2 separate regions of the Rattus norvegicus genome follow, and region 1 is linked to region 2. The links are chromatin contacts, called in public Hi-C maps. All regions are on one chromosome and are shown on one strand. The core of a region is the stretch at or near the end of the contact, and the rest is flanking DNA. Distances in the headings are between cores, read along the strand shown.

The links. A called contact is a pair of places that touch in the nucleus more often than the background predicts.
Region 1: a contact with region 2 is called in a Hi-C map of the A7r5 cell line, with 3 times the contacts expected there. The contact joins the promoter of Cdc42ep3 here to the enhancer-like site in region 2. A contact is called at or near these places in 6 of 12 Hi-C or Micro-C datasets (the A7r5 cell line, Schwann cells, frontal cortex and 3 more).

Annotation. Positions count from the first base shown.
Region 1 is chr6:21,459,658-21,464,941 of GRCr8, reverse strand. Cdc42ep3 (CDC42 effector protein 3) reads right to left here and starts at 1,861. Exons shown (of 2, transcript NM_001048044.1): 1 at 1,639-1,861. LOC134479326 (a long non-coding RNA gene) reads left to right here and starts at 2,091. Exons shown (of 2, transcript XR_010052493.1): 1 at 2,091-2,232; 2 at 2,884-3,728.
Region 2 is chr6:21,254,673-21,259,971 of GRCr8, reverse strand. No RefSeq gene overlaps it. Among named protein-coding and RNA genes, the nearest start is that of Rmdn2, 64 kb to the right of the region's middle. Within about 2 kb of position 3,066, at least 11 of the 93 cell types and tissues checked have an H3K27ac peak or open chromatin away from gene starts, as enhancers often do. A contact at or near this core is called in the A7r5 cell line and Schwann cells, where this site is marked.

The DNA.
Region 1 (5,284 bases), core at 612-3,111, 210 kb before region 2:
TGAGGCCAGGGGCTGGTATCCGGGTCTTACACCATGGGTGAGGCCTACTGGAAAACCTAGGCACCTCCAGATGGACTGTCAACCAGTCCTCGAATATAGAGCTCATGCTTTGTCCCACATTGCTAGACATTTCACAGCCCCCTTATGTCTGAGTCCTTCGTTCTGAAAAAGGTGTTTGTGCTTACATCTAAACTGTCCATCAAATCACAATGGTGGAAACGTCTAGAACTGTCCAGAAGTTGTACTTCTTAGCTCAGTTGAAAGATCTTTTATAAGTCAGAACATTACAGGGGTCTTTTAATGGACTTAGGGATACCCCTGGGGCATCCCGGCTCCTTCCTGGTGAGGCTTATTTCTCCCTGTGATGTTAACGGGAAGTTCCCAAGTCTGGGTCTGCTATTAAAGCAGGGACATCTGCTACCCTCCTAATATTTTCAAGGCGGCAACCCCTCCTCCACCCCCTCCCAGAACTTGAGGATATGGTGAGGGCTACAAGCTGCCAGGGTGGGGAAGAAGCAGAAGGAATCTTTGTCTCCCTAACACATCCATCAGTTCCCTCCCCAGAGCCCCCTACACACTGCACACATCAGTAGCCCGCTCCCTGCAAATGCACCAAGGCTGTAAAGATTCATGTTCCAGTCCCCGCCTGACATTCCCCTTCCCACCCTCGTTTTAATTCACTCACTTTTTTTTTTTTTAAACAAAATGTAATTACTTGACTGTCAGCCGGGGCTGCACTCTGGGGCTTTTACTCCTTTCAACACAGATGTGCGCCCAGCTTTGATGCTGCTGTCCTCGCAGCTTGTCCCAGCCACAGCCGGCTCGGTAATGTAACATTCAAGTGCGTATTTATTTTTAAACTGACCTCTCCTAGACGGTGCAGTATAAAGCAGGTCCTGCCAAAAAAATATGCTACTTTCTATTTATAAGATGAAACACATGCCTTCCCTCCCAAAGGCGGGAGGGGGGTGGCGTATAATAATTCATAAAGAAAAAAACTGACTGGCCAGATCCATTCGTCCTCATCCTCGCATGGCTGTGTCAAGATACTTAGTGAGGAGGAGGAGAGGAGGAAGAAGAGAAGGAGCAGCCGCAGCAGGAGGAAGAGGAGAAGGAGGGAGTAAAGATCTTGTAAACGCTTCAGTTGTGCAGAAACCGCAATCAAGAAAGAAAATAATTTTTCCCAACTGCCAGATCTGCAGGTTGGAGCCTCAGCTAAAATGCACTGCCTCTGTCAGTGCGGAAACTGCCAAGCTGCGCGGTGCCCTCATAAGCGCCGCGGCGGTACAAACACACAACTAGAGGGGCGCGGTAGCCAAGTGCGGTTGGTTCTGATGGAAAAACGCAACTTGCGCCCAGAATGGCTGTCAATGGCCAGGAGGGGGCCGTGCTGCCTGCAGCCCCACCCTAAAGAAGTAGGCACTGATGGCAGAGCTCCGAGTCCTGATCCCCCCACCGGGACATCAAACATGATGTCCCCCTTTGATCCTCTGGACATCAGCTCAAGAAGGCGGTGCTCTAGATTATCTTCGCACCTTGTAAGTCTTCCAAGGCCACCATCTGCACTAGCTGGAAGGGACTTAGGTTGAGGGTCGGACAGACTTACAGGTGGAGAGGCACTGTGGGTTTCATACTCACCAGCTGTCTCCAAGGCTCCTTGCTTCTGCCCGGGGACCGGGCGTCGGCCCGGGTCGCCTCCCGAGGGCGCACACAATCCTCGCTAGTGCTCGCAGAACCCGAGGGGCGGCGACGGTTCACCGCCCAATCTGCTCCCGGACTGTGCGCAGCGTCTCCCGGAGGTAGGAGCTGCGAAACTGGGTTGCCAGCGAGCGTCCCGCTGCTGTGCTCCCAGCGGCAGTTGGAAGCGCCTGCGACGCTGTGCGCGCGGCTGCCGGACGCGCGGCCTCAACCTGCCCAGGGCGGGGCGCGGGGCGGGGCCCGGCGCGGGGCGGGGCTGTGAGGCCAGGGCAGGGCGGGGAGAAGGGTGCGGGCGGAGCCGGACCTTCCCTCCGCTGTACCTGTCCCCCACCTCCCCACCACCCTTAGACCTGCAGGAGTGGCGGCGAGGCTGCAGGCTCTTGGAGGACAATGGGCACCCACTGTCACCTCCCAGTCCCACCTCTCCCCGGTTGTGGCTTCTCTCTGAGGCAAACCCGGCTGGGGCTCCCTCAGGCACAAAGAGAAGTGGCGGGGTGCTCTCTGTAAAGAGGGGACCCCAGAGCGTTGCTGTCCGTAAGTGCGGGAGAACAATGGGACTCCGCCCGCACCCGGGACCCTCGTGCTCACCCTCGTGTCCCCGCCTCTCCCTGTCCTACCTAACCCACCTAGCAGTGCGGGGCTTCGCCGCGGAGGAAGGGGACCTGCGGGGAAGAAGGGCCACCGACCCGGTCGCCCGCAGCGCGACCGCAGCTCCCTGGGGACTCCCTGGCAGCCGAAGCTCTTGGGAGGGAAGAGGAGGGTCGCGTGCTGTCAGCGTGCAGCCTGCTTCCCTTGCAAGCTGTCGCCAAAACCCGGAGCGCGGATCAGACGCGCGGGAGACGCGGGGCTGGAGGCTGAGCGCCTGCGGGGCGCAAAGAAACGCAGACGCAGCAGGTTTTTCCTGTCTGGAGGGAGGTGTCTCCTCCCCCTCCAGGTCTGTCCGAGATTGACCTAAAGCTGCGGAAGCGGGGTGGCGGCTCTCCCGGACGCTCTGAGGGGCGGCGCAAGTGGCGCAGCTGCTGCCGCTCCGGACCATAAAATTCCGCCCACGGCGACACCTGCGCCTGTCGGTCACCGGGCCAGGGCCTCAGGACGACCCGCCCCTCTGTCCCTGGACCTCTGTAGGAACCCAGAGAATTAATGTTAATTGTCTGAACAGGTCGCCCTCTCTTCCTTCTCCCTTAGTCCGCCTGGTTGGAGACAGGAAAAGGTGGCGTTTTCCGGCCTTGAGGTCCCCGCCGGCTTGATTGACCTGGAAAAGGAGTTGGAACCCTGAGGAGTCGCACGCTCCGGGCCGGGCCCCAACCCTGGGACAAAGCTGAGCCCCTCCAGGAGACCTTGGCTTCCCTGAGCGCTCTGGGCTTCAGGTCTTCACCAGGGTGCCCCGAATCAATAGCTCTGAAACCTTAGACTAGGGTGCACTTTAAGCCCAGGTTTTAAACCACGGTCAATGTTAAGGTGAATTTAAAAAGGAAGCGGACACAACTGTTCGGGAAAGCAAAATACTTGGGTGGAGTGTTAAAAGCCTCAAAGAAAATAATAGTTGGCAGGTTAAACAGCCATGAGGTCGGAAGTCAAATTCAAAACCGCAGAAGTGATACCAGAATTTTGACAAGCAAAACAGTAGGTGAAGATAAGGGACCCGGCCCTGTTTCCTTTCTCCAACTGACCGCCTGCTCCCAAGTTGCCTTTGGCAGACACCTGGGTTCCACTCCAGATTCCTCAGAGTTTTACTTGGGGCTCATATTTCAAAATATATGTTCCATTTGGCACTAATGTATACATTTTATATACGGATTTATTGAAAAATATTAAATGTTACTGGCCTAGTTAGATAAAAAGTATTTTATAAATATTTATGCACAGCTTTCATTACATATGGCATTTGAAAAAGTACAAATACGCATGTATATACAATGCTGTGTGAAAATTCCTTTTGCATGCATACATTCCTCACACATATGTCTTGTGTGATTTTTTTTCACTTGTTCTATTGCTAGCTGCCATTAAAAGCGGTCCATTTTCACGTGTCTAAGTGAATAATTTCTTTTACAGTTTGTGCAAACATAGGGTGGCAGGTAGCTGGAAGTTAAGACTTTTGTTCCAAAACCCCATTTTCATTCTACTGTGCTGTTCCTGTTTCATCCAGAGGTGGTTTCTCACTATATGTGTTTTTAAAAAGGCTTTGCCTTGGAGCCCTATGCAGACAATCTGTGTGTGACCTACTTCTTCAAAGGTCCAGTGGTGCTGGCTTGATCCATCCCGGCTTCTCTGAGGCCCTGTGTCATTTTATTTTATTTGTGCTGAACACCTTCAGTGAGGAAAAAGAGCCCTCGACTTGCGAATTTTCTTTCCAAATGAGTTCATTTCCTGATTTAGTCATGGCAGCATTTAGGTTTCGTGGGTTTAGCGTTAACTTTAGAAGGTTCTCCTGCTAAGCAGAAAGGAAAACCTTGCTTTCTTTCTGAAGGCTGAGACTTCTGAGACTCTGTATTTCAGAGAGGGTTAGCCTTGAATAAAAAAAAATCAATGGGAATCTTGGAAGTCTGTGACTAATATCTATAGCACATGGACCTGTGGATGAGTCCCTGTGAAGCCAGACTAGACTAGTTGGTTCCACTGGGATGGACTAGGGAGAGGAGAGTCTGGTTGGGGTGTGAGAGAACCATCAGTGGCTTGTATTTAAGGCTGCCTTGCCAATAATCGCTCTCACCCATCTGGCCGTATCAGACTTCCAAGCTGCCCTGTAGTTTATACCTGCTGGGGCCTGCCTTCTATCTGTCCAGGACACTTCTTCCCCCAAAGCTTCAAAGCCTCCTTTCTCTCTCATTAAGATCTCTTTCTCAAAAGAGACCTCAAGGGTGAGACTTTCCCTCCCCTAAAATAGCAGTCCCACCCAAATTCCCTTTCCCTGAATAAAGCAGGGAGAATAGTTTCTTCACGACCTGACATGACATCATATGTTTTTATAGTGTCGGTGATGGCCCGTTTTCTGTGGTGCATGGATGGACGTAAAGTACTTTATAGCTTCTGTACCTAAAGTGGGGCCTAGCAGATAACAATACCTGTTGAATAAAAAGCCCTGAATAGCAACCTCAAGTCTAAGAGCCTCGTTTACAAACTCCATAGCACAGGATAATATTTTATTAAACATTCCTGGGATGTCCCGCACAACTGCTGAGACCGAAATTTCAGTCCCTTCTCTTTAGTCTGACTGAAGGAGAAACACAAAACACATGGAACGTTTTAAGTTTTCTAAAACTCAAACATTCGAGAGGAAAGCTTACCAAAAAAGTCTTTGTAGTCCATGTATAATGCATAACTATTTTTCTTCTGGCAAAGCTGAAATGTACCCGTGTGTGCTCAGCTGGGGTTTTCCCCCCGAAAATGCCACATTCGGGTTGAACTGAAGCATGTATGTTCCCCATTATCCCCCACCCCCCAGTCGGATCTAGGTGGGGCAGTGTGAGGAAGAAACTGGAAGGTTGGGACTTTTATTTGACGGCGCTGGGGATGGAACCCAGGGCACACACTAGGCCCACACTCTGTCTCTGAGTTACACTCCCAGCCTGATTACAACATCTTA
Region 2 (5,299 bases), core at 1,817-4,316:
CCTCCAGGTTCCTGCCTTGAGTTCCTACCTTGACCTCCTTTGATGATGCACTGTGATACAAAGTGAAAAAAAAATCAAAGAAACCCTTTCCTCTCCAAGTCAATTTTGGTCATGGGTTTTTATCACAATAGACAGGCTTTATGTCAAAGATTTATTGGCATGAAATGCAGGGCTGAGTGATGTGGGGATAAGGGGGAGAGGGTACTTAGTGAAACACTCACATGAACACATGAGTCCACACATATAATTAAAGGCCTACTACATGTCAAGCACAGGATTAAGTATGTTCTTCACTACCTCCTTTCACTTCCATGAGAGCACTAAAAAGTAGGACTTCTTAAATCACTGTATAAATAAGGGACAGGTCATGACTTGTTGAGATGCTGTATGAGTCAAGAACTCATTCTAGGTCTATAGTGTACCATGCATCACAGACATCAAAGATTTGATCTTAATGGCTGTGTAAATCTGTCAGGCATGGTCATCAGGGTCCTTCCATGCCACGGAGTCTTTGGACTTTGTCTCATTGCTGATGGACACCTCTGGCATCTTTTTTATAGAGCAGTGAAGAGCACTGATTGAGTTTCAAGAAGGTAACAGCACAACAGGAAGTGGAACCAGAGTTGGAGTGAGAAGAGAGAAAAGACAGGAAAGCCAGTCATAAGGGTGTGGAAACAGCCTGCTCACAGAACAGCAAGGAGCTGAAGGAAGACAGAAAAATAGAACATAAAGATCAGCGTATAGATCAGTGAGAAATAAATAGGAAAGGATGGGGGTGCCAACTCCAAGTGAATGTGTCTGTGTATTGGTGGGGCTTGAGGAATGGGATTACCTTGGTTCATTCTCTCAAGTCATGGAACCTATGTATCTAGGCCAATTCAAGAAGAAAAGAAAGTTGAAAGTTATAGAAATTTACAAAATCTTTAGGAGAGCCAGAGAACTAGGTTTAGAAATGTTCCAGACAACACTAGACTTGAATCGCATCAGCTGAAACTGTTCACAATTAGGGTTAAGGCACTTTGGTATCTGGGTATTGGCTTCCCATTGCTGCTATGGCCAGTTACCACAAAGTTTCTGGTTTAAACCAACACAGGGCCATTCTTACAGAAGTCTATGCAAGTATTCCAATATCAAGGCCAGGCTGCAGCTCAGTGGTGGCACTCTTGCCTCAGATGCATGAGGTCCGGGGGGTCATTCTTCAATAGTGCCAAATAAAGTAAATGAAACTTAAAAGGTTTTGTAAGGGCAACTCTCTTTTTCAGACAGTTCTGGGAGAATAGGATTTTCTTTGCCTTTTCTAGGTCCCAAGGGCTGCTGGCATCCTTGCTTTTGCAGTGCCACCCAGATGATCCAATAGAACCTCTCAACTCCCAAATCCTTAACTTGGTCTCACCTTTGTCTGTGTGCAATACACATTCAGTTGCTGGGGGAACTTGTACATGGATATCTTTGGGAGGCCATTGCTCTACTTCCCACAGTACGTCAACTAATCTCTCCAACTCTAAGATCAGGGTACCCCATCACTGCTCCTGAAATGCTGGAAGTCACAGTACCCAGAGTGGCTGCAGCCCAAGCATGTCTTCATTTCCATAATTTCCAAATCCCAGCCTCGTGTGGTTGACTGTGGTCGGAGAGTCTGGATCGCACACAAATAGCTGCAAGGGATGCTGGGAAAGCAACATCTAACTTCTTCCTCGGGTCACATGCCTTGCACTGTGTTTTATTTTCTGATTCCTGGTTTGTTTTGTTTTTGTTTTGCTTTTGTTTTTGTCTTGGTTTGGTTGGGGGTTTTTTTGGTGATCAGTAAGATCACCATTGTAGCGTGTTCACATTCTGACCAGCGTCCATTTTTTATCTCCTGCCTGCTACCATGTCAGAGGATTTGGTATGGTTTTTATATTCTGAAATACATTCATCTAAACAACAGTTCTTGTGTTGAATGATCCATGTGACAATGCCAAGTGCTGGCTGGCTGGACATTAATGAAACTATATAAGAACTAAGCTATCCAACTCTGTTTTCCCTTTTTCTGTATGCAGTTCTGTCTATATTCTTACTGTTGCCAGAGAAGCCTTAACCCATTGCTCCAGGTTGTCACCCTTGCACAAAGATACTGGTGGTGTGCTCTGGGGAAAAGATCAGGACCCTGTTGGCTTAGTTTTCTCCAAATTATTCAAAGAATGACATGTCTACACGTGCCCATGAAATGCTACTTTTCAGAGCATGGCTCCATGCAGTGAACACACATTTTCAAGCTACAAAAATCAAGACAATTTAACTTTAACGTACTATAACCTTTTGTTCTGATCAGTGCTTGATATGACGCAGGTTTCTTGAGTGACCCCACCAGCATTTCAACTTTCAGATATATTTTTAGTGGGAAAAACAACTTTTTTCGTGTCCAAAAAAAAAAAATGGGTAAAATGACAAATGACTCTGTACCTTAAAAGTTGTGCTTTTTAAACTTTTAAAACTAAACTATCATGAACCAAAGAACTCTGTGTACGTGTGTGTGCATGTGTGTGTATGTACATGTATATGTACACAGCCATTGCTTGTATACATGCTCACACACACACACACACACACACACACACACACACACACTCACACACACGGGAAGGTACTAAGGCTGGGGAAGGGGAATGCAAGAAACTGCAAAAACAGCAACAAAATTCTTAGCATTTTGTTGGCCTTGTCCAATCAGCATTCACACCAATTACTAAAAAATACCTCTATGGCCCGCACAGGCGTTCACTTCTTTCTTCTCAGATAGCGCCTCTAACTATCCCTAAGCTGTTTTTCTTTTGTTCTGCGTTGCTTGCCAAGCTGCACAAGGATGAGGAGAATCTTTGTGAGTAGGTGTTGCAATCAAATAGCATTGACAACAGAAGAAATGGCGGCACAATGCAGCCTGGAGGATGATCAGCCCTGTGCTAAGCTGCAGATCCCACAAATGACTATAATTACTTGTCTTTTAACACAGCCAAACCATCTTGCTCTACCTCTTAGAAATGCTCCAGGAGCTAAAAATAGACTACACTCAACATCTCATACACATGGAATTCAGCTTAAGTCCTTCTCCAAAGTGACTTATTTTTGGTCCTGACTCTCTGCTCTTTCTGTCCCTCCCACCTCTGCAGCCCACTGAGCCCAGTTGCTACCCTTCACTTTCAATTTTTTCTCATCAGAAGACAAAAAGCTTGCATCCCCTCCCCATGCCCATCAACATACTACAGTGTGCAGTGTGCTCTTTCCCAGGATTCTATAATGTAGTCCTCAACGCTCCGGCTCTCCAACCCTGTAGAAGTCAGCAGGACTCGGGAAACCCTGGTGGCTAGGAACTAAGGGTTAAAAGCTGGGATGGGGGGGTGATTAGAAAGGGACTCTAGAGTTTGTTTTCCAGGGTGCTATGCTATGGTGGTGGGGGAGGTGGGGCTTGACAAGAGCATGGAAAGTAAGTGGCAGCCCCAGCTGGCCAACAGGCCTGTGTCCTATCATAGCATTAACCTTGTGATCCCAATGCATGCCATAGGACAATTAAGGCCAGCACAAGTGGCCCTAAACTCTTAGCACATGCTTTTCTACACATAGCTCATCCAGAGCTACAGGGTTACAAGGAAACCAACCATTTCCACCACTGCCACCACCCCCACAAAGAATTCACTGTTAGAAACAGCCAGTGGGTTAAACTACTGAATGTTTGCAGTACAGCCTGGGGAGGAGTTACAAAACAGCTCAGCGCCTCCCTTGGAAGTGGAGAAATGCCATCTTCTACCTCCACCCATCCATCCCAGCATGTTTTCATACATTCTCTGTTCTAAGGAAGCTCTCAGGAGCTCTTCAGTCCCTGGAAGTGCCATTTCTAAGGTGGCCGGTGGACTTGGAAATAAGAGAAGGACTTACAAACACTAAGGAGACAGAACAAAGACCTTTCTGATTTTTATGCCCAGCTCACCAGTGACTATGCTCCCCACTATGATCCGGACATAGCTCTCCTTTGGTGTCCCTGAGTCTGAAGGCATAGAGTAGTCCAAAAGTCCTCCCGGAACTCTCCCCTTTCTCCTCAGGGAAGCTGGCCATCGATGGTGGCACAGTGTACGTCAGTCTCCGAGATCTCTTTTGATCATTATGGACTGTTAGCTGTGAGTACCATGTCTCCCCTTCCTGAAATCTCAATTCTCGTTTCTCACTATTGCCATCCCTTCTCTGGCGACAGAGCACCTGACCCTGCTCTTCCTGTTTGCGGCCATACTGTCAAGCCACCCTAAAAAAGGCCAGGAGAGGGAGAGAACAGCCAGAAGAGGAGCCAAACAGATCTGTTTCCATCAAGGAAACACAGCTAACAGCTGGGGTGCTTAATTCTTTGCAATGGCTGGTACCTTCAGCAGTGTCTGACACTCACTGGACACATGTTTATCTGTACGGCTGCTGTTCTGGACTCCAAAGGCCCTGACCATGTGTAGCTTCTTCCCTAGGGAGGAGCTAGGCAGTGGACAAGAAGACAAGAACATTACAATCAGCTAACGGGCGTATAAGGGACATCTCTCTCCCTTCTTCTCTGAATTGTGCAACCGTGCCCTCTTCTTGATTCTGCACTGCTGAACCTTTACCAGCTTTCCTTGAGTTGCTCACCCTGAACATTCAGGCCTTCTGAAGAACCAGGCAGGGTGTCTCTTTGCTGTTCCCTAGGGACCCAATCCAAACAGTGACAAGTGCCGTTTCCAAAGTGCACGGCCTCAGGAGTGTCTCCTGGAGGTGGACACACTCAGTCTCCGTACAGATGTAACTTCTCAATCTCTTCAGACGACCAGCCAGTGGAACCACATGAACCGTCCCGGCAGGAGTAACAATCTAAGGAAACGCGTCTCCTTTTGGCTATAATGCTAGTGAAACTATGGCCCCAAGAATTAGAATTTTACTCAGGAGTCTCACACTAGGGCAAGGGAAGGGTGGGGCCGGTGTCAGTGGGAGGAGGGACTCGTCACCTGGAAAGAAAGAACCACACAACTCTGACAACTCCTCCAAGCACTGCCGTGGAGACAACCTGGGCCAAGCGCTGAGGGACAGGGCCGCACTTGATGAGGGCTGGTCTGCTCCACAAACCTCTTGCTATTGATTTAAACCAAACCTTGTATCAGGACTCTGAAAATGGGCTGAGGGAAGAGGTGGTCACCAAATACCCTTTCCCCCTGTTTTTAGTACGGCCATCTTGAACCAATCCCCTTTCTCTGTTTCTCTCTATTACTTGTCTGTGACTGGCCTGTTGGAGACTGGGGGCCCAGCCCAGTTTCTTAGA